Linked DNA regions of Gossypium hirsutum: regions 1 and 3 are each linked to region 2. Evidence: chromatin contacts called from public Hi-C data. All regions are on one chromosome and are shown on one strand. Each heading gives the region's core, a stretch centred on a gene start, on an enhancer-like site or on the middle of the called end of the contact. The rest is flanking DNA. Distances are from core to core; before and after follow the strand shown.

Region 1 (3,158 bases), core at 114-2,613, 420 kb after region 2:
CTTTTACTGGTGTTATATCGATAATTGTGTTAGTAGTTAGTAAAAATTAAATTAAACCAAAATATCATGTGTAAAATTACACAAAATAGAAGTCCACATATAATAATGTACGTTGAACCAAAGTTCATTTGTAATTTTGCATTTTATCCCTTCTTTTATAAGAAAAAATTGATTGAACTCGTAAAATTTTAATGAGGCATGTAGTAACTTACATGACAGTTCACGCATACTTAATAAAACTTCATAAAAATTTTAAAAGAACCATCTACATCAACAATAAAGTAAACATAAATTGTAATACGGTATACACAAGATACCATGTCAACACCGTTTAAGTTTTTAATAGTCCAGTGAGTTTTGTTTTAACAAAAAGTAATATAACTGACGATTGAAGATCGAGGAATAAAGTAATTTTAAAAGAGAAAAAAGGGGTTAAAAACCAAAGTGATAAAAGAATAGGAGGTAAGATTGTAATTATGCCAAACAAGTAACTACACCCAAACAAACCGATTTTCATTAACATTTATCATTCATATGACGATTATGAACAATGTACAAAAAGAATGGTCTTACTCAACAATTCAGGGCAAATAAACTTATAAACCAATGTAATGGTAAAATTTCTTTTTGACCCCCTCAAAAAAATTATATTAAATTTAAGCCCCCAACCTCTCTCTCTCTACCCTTTGTTGATCCCACATGGAGCTGCAAATCTAGCAGAGAAATCAAGGAAAGCAGCATCAGCTTCTCTATGGATCCCTTCATCGAAATTGAGTTCATAGCTCTGAATATCATACTGCATCTTCATCGTCGACCTCCTTTTTTTGTTGGCTCCATAAACGCTGAACCTTCGTATGAAATTCTTCCACTTGGGCCCTGCCAATACCTCCGATACCTCTTTCAGTTCCTTGGCTTTCCTCTTCAACCAGCTTTCTTTTGCCTCTTCTTGTTGCAGCAAGTACCCCTGCCCTTGGAGCCGGAACCGCCACCGGAAAAGTCCCCGGAAACAACCGCAGCCGAAGGACGAATCCGGGTCTTCGAAATCTTGGGAGTAGTCTTCGTTTCCGTCGTTTCTTAATGGCCAGGTTTCTTTGGCGTGGGTTGGTTTTTCTTGTGGTGCGGCGGCCATGGGAGGATGATTTTTGAGAGCAAAGAGGAATGCAGGGATTATAAAAAGAAACATCCAAAGCCACAAAAACCGGCATTTGCCGTCCAATTTACAGCTCACTTGCTTTTAAGCCAATGCGGATCCAGCTGCTACTTGACCGTTAAAAGGGGCCAGAGCCTAATCTTTATTTTAATTTGTCCTTATGTCAATTAATTTCTTGCTGTTGGGATGACTTTAAATAAATTTGTATTCTTTCTCATAACATCCTTAATTTGCTTTTTGGAATCAGACTATAGTGATGGATGGATTTTTTGGATCAAAAATCCATTTACATACAAAAATAAATAAATTTATTCAATAAAAAAACAAAATATGAGATTAAAAGTAATTCAACCGATTTATAATGTTTTTATTGTTTATTTTATTATTATTGAATCCATGACTAGTTTGACAGTTAATATAGTTTTTGAAACGTTTATACCAACCACTCACCTACTATGTTTTTCTTTCAAAAATCATCTTAGATTTCAATTAAAATATATGAACTGGAGACCTTGCTAGAAGGAAATCGAATATCCAACTGTTGCTGCAAATCATTGGTTTTGTGTATTATATGGTTTGTTTGTTTGCATCAACTGAATAATTAATTTAATATTAAATTTATCATTTACATGTTCTATTATAGAAATATAATTAGGAGAAAATGTAATAAGGTAGACATTTTAGGTTAGAGATATTTATGAATAATTTAGAAATTAATATATAGATCTTTTTCTTCTTTTATTTCTTTTTTTTGTTTTGTTTTGTCTAGCGCACGCCTTTTTCTCCCTCTCACAATTTTTTTTATTTTTTTTTCATTCATTCGGTGAGTTTTCTCTCTTTTTAATTTGCAGATATATTTTGCGAGTATTTTTTGCCATCTTTACAAATAGTGATGAATAGATGATGGTGTTTATCGTTGCTGAAACTCCACTATCCACCAGCAATTTCTTTGCCATCAACTTCTTAATCTGTTTCTTTTTTTAGAGTATTTCAGAATAACCTATAGTGTCTTTTAAGTTTTATATGTTTTTTTATTTGTTTTATATTGTTTAGTAAGTTTTCGTTTTTTTGAAGTTTTTTTTTTCTGCTCTTGTAACTCTTTTTTGGTGTTGCTTGTGTATAAAGTCTTATTTATGGATTTAGTCTTGTTTTTGTAAGTGATTTTAGGGATGATTTTGCATGTTTTTCAAAAAAGCATACACCTATTGCTTTGGACTATTCGGGGCTGATTTTCTTATTACATTAAGTAATTGCAATCACTCTAGATATATTGTGCTTAAGTTGTTACAAAGTCAATTGTCAATATACCATAATGTTTTATTGATGCTGAAGTATTTATTGTGCTGATAGAGCTCGTCTTTCACTGCCTATGATGAATATTTTTTTTTCTTCGAATTGTATAGTCCCATTCATAGAATAAATTAATGAACTTCCTTCTAATATATATATATATAATATCTGGAGAATATTCATTTCGTGAATGGAACTAATGAGCTCAGCCATGTGTTGAATGTATTATTGCAAAACATTGTAAGTAGGAAGTAATCAACGGATTAAGACCCCGGTGATGATTTTGGGTTTTTATCCCAAATTAGGTTGACTCAGTAGATGGTCCTAATATCCCAATTGTAAAGAACAAAATGATTTTTTGCTTGCTTTCAATTTCATCTAATTTTTATGTTTCCTGCTTCATTTCCGTTTTCAACTTATTTTAATTGAAAATTTATCCAAGTTAATTGAATAATTTCATATTAAAATTGAAATTAGGGTGAGTTGAAATCCAAGCTGTTTGTTTTCTCAGAACAAATTAAATTAAATCCTGTAAATTCCAATAATCGGATTTTCTTTTCTGGTCCATTAATTAGGCCCAATACTAGACGCCTCTGGACACTCCCTCAAACATATTTCCACTAGGGTCAAGTCAATCATAACAAAGGAACCAAAACCCACCCAAAATCTCTGCACTGCCATCCTTCCTTAGCTTCCATGGTAAACCTCCCCTCTTCCT
Region 2 (3,252 bases), core at 66-2,565:
TAAATTGGTAAAAGGTTGAGTCATGGATCTCTACAATTATAATTTACTTACTGTGCTAAGTTCTAAAAACAAATGGGGTTAGTGATAAATAGAGACTAATAATGTTATGAACACACACAAAAAAAAGGCACAATCTTTTCAGTTTCTCCAGGCATAAACAAGCAAAGAGAAGCCCATGGGAGCACATAACTCACTCTCCTCAACGCTTTCCCACTCCATTACCGAAGAGCTGCACCCCGAAGAAGCCGAAGACATCGAAATGGAGGAAGACGAAGAACTCCTAGCACTCCTCAACAAGCTTCTCCTTTTCTTCTTCCATTCAATCCCATCACTACACGGACTTTGCTGCCCCAAAACCACACCCTCCTTGAAAGGATCCTCCATGGTTTCAGTGCCTTGGTTCTCGAACTTGAAGATGAAAACGGCTGGACGCCCATTGTTGCCATCTTTATCGGACAACCAGCTGTAGACATCCCACGAGACTCCTATCCATACCCCATCCACTTCAATCCTCTCATTCCCTCTAAATTTCCATTTAAGCCGCTTTATTTGCAATACCCTTTTGTTATCCACGCTCAAGCACAGCCTTGCATCCTCGTTTACCCTACAATCGATCGAGATATCCCTTAATTTGCCTCCGAATCTGGCTTTTGTGTTGTAAACTCTGCTCCCCAACACGTGCTCTTTTCTCAAAACAAGAGTTTGGCTGCCTCTACTCCCAGGGTTTTGAGCTCTAGTTCGAGTATAAGCTTCCTTGGTAGCATCGCCGACGAGAAGCGTCATTTCACCGTCGACAACGACGGCAACGAAGAACCCAGAGTCGGGTTCAGGTCCGGATCCGAACTTTGCCCTTGAAAGGTCCCAGAAAATTTTCACATTAGGGACAGTGGCGCTGCTGACGTTTTTACAACCTTTTTTCTTCCAAAAAGCAAAGGATTTGATATTGAGATGAAAATGGAGGGCAGAGGATGAAAGGACGGAGAGAGGAGAAGAGGGAAGGTGGTGGTGATGGTGGTGGTGGTGGAGGTGGAGGGAGTGGCCAAGGAAGGTGCGGGACCAGGTTAAGGAAAAAAGGCCTATATTTGTGTCGTAGAGACTTGTAGCGAGGCTAGTTTTAGCGGCGGATTGTGGCGACGGCATATGGCGGTTGTCTGCGGCGGCGGAAGGGCGGAAGCAAGAAGGGAAGGGCGGAAAATGGCGGTAGCGTTGGGGGGACATTATTTAATTTTGTTTGTGTGCGAATTTGAAGGGGGCCTTTTTATGGAAGCTATATATGGGGATTGGGGATGGACAAAGAAGGAGACTTTACATTTCCTACCTGACAATCTAATGACTTTTTTATCATTAAATAAAAATAACTTTAATGGTTTAATCACAAAGCCGGATTAATGAGTTAAAATAATACTACAAGGCACAAAACCTTTAGTTATCATACCAAATTTCTTTCTATTAAGTATTATTTAAAGATAATTCTAGATCCAATTTCAACCCATTTTTTAAACCTCGGATTATTTATAAGATTAAATTAAGTTGGATTTGTATGAGTTTAGATTGATTATAGGTTATATTTTTAAGTTTAAGTCTTACCATATTTATTTATTCAAACGTCTAAATATATTTCGGTTTTTAGTCCATTGTTACTCTTAAAATACTTGAAAATGAGATGCAGCCTTTGATCTTGGCATCTTCTCTCAATTTGATTTCTGAATTTTCTTTTTGTCCACCTTTAAAAATATATATAAAATCTAAGAAAATCTAAAATGATATTTAAAAAAGGGGTTGAGTAAGCTCAAATTAGACTTGCTTTACATTTGCATGCTCATTTAGGGTTGTATAAGCGAAAACTCAAAATCATTATATGCAATTTGATTTATTTAAAAGAGGACCATTTTTACCTTTTAAAAGTAAAACGGATGAACCTACTTTAATTACAACACGTTTTTAATCCATCAACCAAAGTGTTCATCACGTGACCAAAACTAACAACTAAAATGGATGGTATGATATTGTAATTACAAGATTTGGATTTCTCTTCAATAATTACCATGAATTATATTGGATTTGGTTAATTATATTTTAATGTAAATTTTAAAAAAAAAATTAAAAGTCATCATGATTAACTATCCGTGTAATTTTCTATTCTCACCCATTTATCTAAGAACGGAAGAATGTAATTTGATGGTCCAATTACTCTGAATTCAATTATTTAGTTGCTTTCTCAATACATGATGAATTTCTTTTAATTTTAAATATTTGATATTTTAATATTCAAATATCTTATTTAAAGTTTCAATGTTAAAAAAAATTTAAATTTAATAAAGGTCAATTAATAGTATTATCCATTTGACGTTTATTTTTAAACTTGATAATTGCATCAAACATCCCATTATCGAGGTTATGTAAATTAGGTTCTTCCATTATATCGCTAATTTTACTATTAGATGTCACATCATATCTTGTTTGATATAATTTAAAATGAATATTGTAAAAATGAATATTTTAAAAATATTAGTTTTGAGGTTTTTGAAGATTTTATAGAAGCTTTTAGTTGACTCTTTCTTCTCTTTTATCTTTTCTTTTTAGTTTTTACCTTTAAAAGTTATACAACAATGTTCTATTTTTTTAAAATTTTCATTTTAAATTCAACTACATAAGATTTAATGTGTCATTTAACAATTTTAGTTACGAAAGTCAATAGTTTAAGATGTAGTTAGAATGCTTTGAAGTGAGGGCATAGTTTAGTAATGTCTAATGGAATTAACTCTTTTTTAAATTAGATAAATAGAAAGATTAAATTATTAAAGTTAAAAGCAACTGAATCTTTAAATGAAGAATGGTTGAGGGTGTGAAAATATCTGAAAATTAAGGCCAGGCCAGCTTTGTTGACTTAAGAAGGGGGTAATTTCCCATAATGATATTGGTTGTTTATCACATGAAAAAAAAGAGAAATTTGTGTTTATGATTAATGATTTCCCTGAAAATATTTTGGAAACACTGCTTGAAATTGCCTAAAATTATTGAAGTAAGACCACTTTAGATTACGGTGGATTTTAGTTTTCCTTTAATTGTTGAGTAATTTATTTAAGGGTAAACTATAAAAATAATTAATTTTGTTTGCATTAGTTTATATTTCAGTCGCTTATATTTAAAATGCTATGTTTTAGTCACTTGTGTTATTATTTTGTTTCAAAATGATCACTCTACCGTTAAATTTCGTTATCTCCCTAACGATAATCCTATGTAGCACTCCAA
Region 3 (3,326 bases), core at 467-2,966, 490 kb after region 2:
TGAATATATGTGATAAATAGTAATTGAATGAGGCTTATAAAATGGTTCAAAATACCTATTTGTGTTTTTATAGAAGAATCACGATTAAAATTTGCTATGATTATTATTGAAACTCCTGAAAAGATCAAAATATATTTTCCCCAAATTTTCCCCCACTCATGACTTTCAAAAGAATAGTGATATAAATGTTTAACAAATACATTCAAATAGTCATTTGAAAAACTAGTATTCAAGATTGAATATATAGAATATGAGAAAGTATGTGATGTTTTCATGAGGGGAGTAAATACGCGCTGTATTCTTTTTCCCTTAACCGATGTTTTGTCCCATTCGGATTTTCTGGTAAAGTTTTTAATGAGGCAACATATTATGCGTATTATATATATGTGTATTCTTTTTCCTTCACTAGTAGTTTTTTCTCACTGGGTTTTTTATCTTAGTAATGTTTTAATGATGCATATTATCTACTAATGGGGAGCATTATAAATATCTTATTAAATGGATATCCATCAAGATCAAGATAAATTTTGATATACTTTAAATTCTAAATAGTCATTAGAAGTAGATCTCTACTTCATTTATATTTCTTATGCCTATAAATAACAATTTTAGAGAAATTTTATAAATATCCTCATTGATAAATAAAATACATTCTCTATTGCTACCCATATTTTCTTTGTTCTTTACTATTTGTCTATTGATTTTATAACATATTTTAATTTTTTTTATTTACTGCCTTAGTCCGAAAATAGAAAGGTCCTTGTTCACGTCTAGCGCAAGTCTAAATTTCAATTATGTAAATATAGAAACAGGCAACATAATTAGACATACTTTAAAAGGTTAATATACCATTTGTTCTTTAATTTGATATTTAATGTTTTTTAAACTTTTGAGGTTTTTTTTTAAAAGGTAAATTTATTAATTCATTGAAACATACAATTCAGAGAGAAAATAATAACAGACACTCGTCATAGATGGTGAAGAACAAGCTCTATTAATAGAACAAAAGCTTTAGCATCGGCATCAATAGAACATTATGACACGTTAAATAACATTATGAGTCCCAAAGAATATTTGACACGGGAGCGCTAGTAAAAAAACATAAACCCTTAATTGAGATAAAAAAAACTCAAGTATCAAATGCATTGAACTCAAACTTAGGTGCTTAATTGGGACAAAAAAATCCAAGTATCAAATTGAAAAAACTAAGGCACCAATTTGAATTTTGAAGCCAACCTTGAATACTAGATATGATCACTAACGTTATTGATTTATTGCATTTTGGTCAATGAGTCATTATCCTCTTTATACATGCACGGATAGGGTGAAATTTATTAAATTATGTTTACCAAATTAACCAATTTTCAAGTCTAAAAAATCAGTTAACTTGCAATGCATTTTTGGATGGGATTTAGACATTTCTGGGTCGAGATGTCTTCTGACTGATGATAGAGCTAACTCTTAGCTTCAAAATGCTCTTTTAATCACCTGATTTTGAGTTGGGGGCTCAAGTTATGATTATTTTATTGAAAGTTACAAAGTAAATTTTCTGGATAGGATTATTATGAGAAATTACAAGTTTCACATTTTAATCCGAGTTTAAATCATATTGCATTTGATTTTAAGACTTAATTTTGAATATATATAAAATATTTTATTTATTAAGTTTTATGTTTTTCTTCTTTATTTATTTCGAAATTTAAAACATTTTGAATATTTCTAATTGTTTGAAAGTTGTATATTTGTTAGTTATTTTGTTCAACTGGAATTACTTCGTTAATTTATATAAAGATATTTTCATTATTCATTAAACACACCCTTCATTATTTTGATTCATTCAATATAACTCTTTTAAGTTTTTTCTCTTTGGAGATTTCTCGCTTGTTGATTATAGAAGTAGTTTTCTTTTTTATTTTAGTGATTATATCGTAATTTTTTAAAGTTCGATAATCAAAACGTAATTTAAAATATACATAAGTGACTAAATCTAGAATTTACCCTTAACTAAATTCTTAAAATCACGTCTCTTCCACATCACACTTCGCAAAGCTTCCACTACAGATAGATTCAGTTAATCTATAAACAGAGTCCTATTTTAATTTATTTTTTTCTTTTCTTTTTTCATTGCTAATATATTATCTGAATCTAAAATCCAATTCCGTCGGCAAAAATAATTTCTTTTTTAAAAAAATTAGGGCTTTGGTCCGATTCTCAATGGAGAAAATCAGAAGAGCTTCGCATGCAGGATCTTGGTACACTGATAACCGTAAGTCCTTTTACAGCGCGCTTTACTTATCTTCTCTTTGCTTCCTTCGAAACCCTATCGATTTTCATAATCTAATTTCGGTTCTGGATTTTGCTCATCTTTTTCTACGAATGATGAAATCGTAGCAAAAATATCGTTTAATTCGAGAGATTTTTTTTTTAAAAGGGAAAAATAGGAGCTGAGCTAAGTAATTTCGTAGTGTTATTTATGGAACATAAATTAAATAAAGCTTTAAGAGATGAAAAATTTTAATAATTTTAAGTGTTACATTAGGATATTATTTACTGCACTGCTCTTCTGAAGTTGAAAAGATTAATAATTTCGACTTGTGTTTGAAAGGATTTGGGTAATTCATTCTCCATAACTTGTAAAAACAAAAACCGAAATCTTTTAATTATCTTTTACTTTTCATATTTCAAATTTTAGGTCCAACTATTAACTCCTTTCATTTTTCTAAGTTCAATGAAAGTAGTAGGACTAAATTTCAAATGTACAAAAGGTACAGGGACGTGGAGTATGTTTGAACCTTTTTCTTCGCTATGCTAATATTGTTTAGTTCTTAAACTGTTACCTTGCCGATTCCCATATTAGTATATGTGTGTATATATATACATTCTTTTTTTCAGCGAACAAGTTATCGGAAGAGCTTGATGGATGGATCAGGGCGGCTGGCTTGCCTAAATCTTCTGATGTAAGAGGCGTAATTGCTCCGTAAGTTTGTTGCTTCACCTCATCGTGTGTTCCTGTTCTAACATTAGAATATGTATGTATATATTTATGTATGTATGTATGTATGTATGTATGTATGTATGTATGTATGTATGTATGTATGTATATTCTAATATGTTGTGTTGGTTTTGTTTGAAACGGTGGCTTGGGAATTCAGGCATGCCGGCTATTCATATTCAGGTCGTGCTGCTGCGTATGCTTTTGGAAACATTGACCCGACAAACATGTGCGTCTTTTTATTATATTTCTCCTCTTTAAATTGCTAGAATGTATTTCAATTCTCAGGAAATATCCTCATTCATTTTTCTTTTATCATTACTTCCAGTTTTGA

Evidence for each region. A called contact is a pair of places that touch in the nucleus more often than the background predicts.
Region 1: a Hi-C map of leaf shows a contact between it and region 2, with 3 times the contacts expected there. The contact joins the promoter of LOC121218328 here to the promoter of LOC107901666 in region 2. A contact is called at or near these places in 8 of 34 Hi-C or Micro-C datasets (callus and leaf).
Region 3: a Hi-C map of leaf shows a contact between it and region 2, with 1.8 times the contacts expected there. The contact joins the promoter of LOC107962909 here to the promoter of LOC107901666 in region 2. A contact is called at or near these places in 2 of 34 Hi-C or Micro-C datasets (both in leaf).

What each region holds. Positions count from the first base shown.
Region 1 is chrD06:23,983,593-23,986,750 of Gossypium_hirsutum_v2.1, reverse strand. LOC121218328 reads right to left here and starts at 1,363. Exons shown (of 1, transcript XM_041095417.1): 1 at 489-1,363. The coding sequence starts at 1,183. The coding sequence ends at 680. LOC107962911 (neurochondrin) reads left to right here and starts at 3,023. Exons shown (of 19, transcript XM_041095415.1): 1 at 3,023-3,139. The coding sequence starts at 3,137.
Region 2 is chrD06:24,398,797-24,402,048 of Gossypium_hirsutum_v2.1, reverse strand. LOC107901666 reads right to left here and starts at 1,315. Exons shown (of 1, transcript XM_016827754.2): 1 at 1-1,315. The coding sequence starts at 1,218. The coding sequence ends at 139.
Region 3 is chrD06:23,911,462-23,914,787 of Gossypium_hirsutum_v2.1, reverse strand. It overlaps LOC107962909 (protein MEMO1), which reads left to right and starts at 1,716. Exons shown (of 8, transcript XM_041095410.1): 1 at 1,716-2,266; 2 at 2,893-2,977; 3 at 3,153-3,221. The coding sequence starts at 2,215.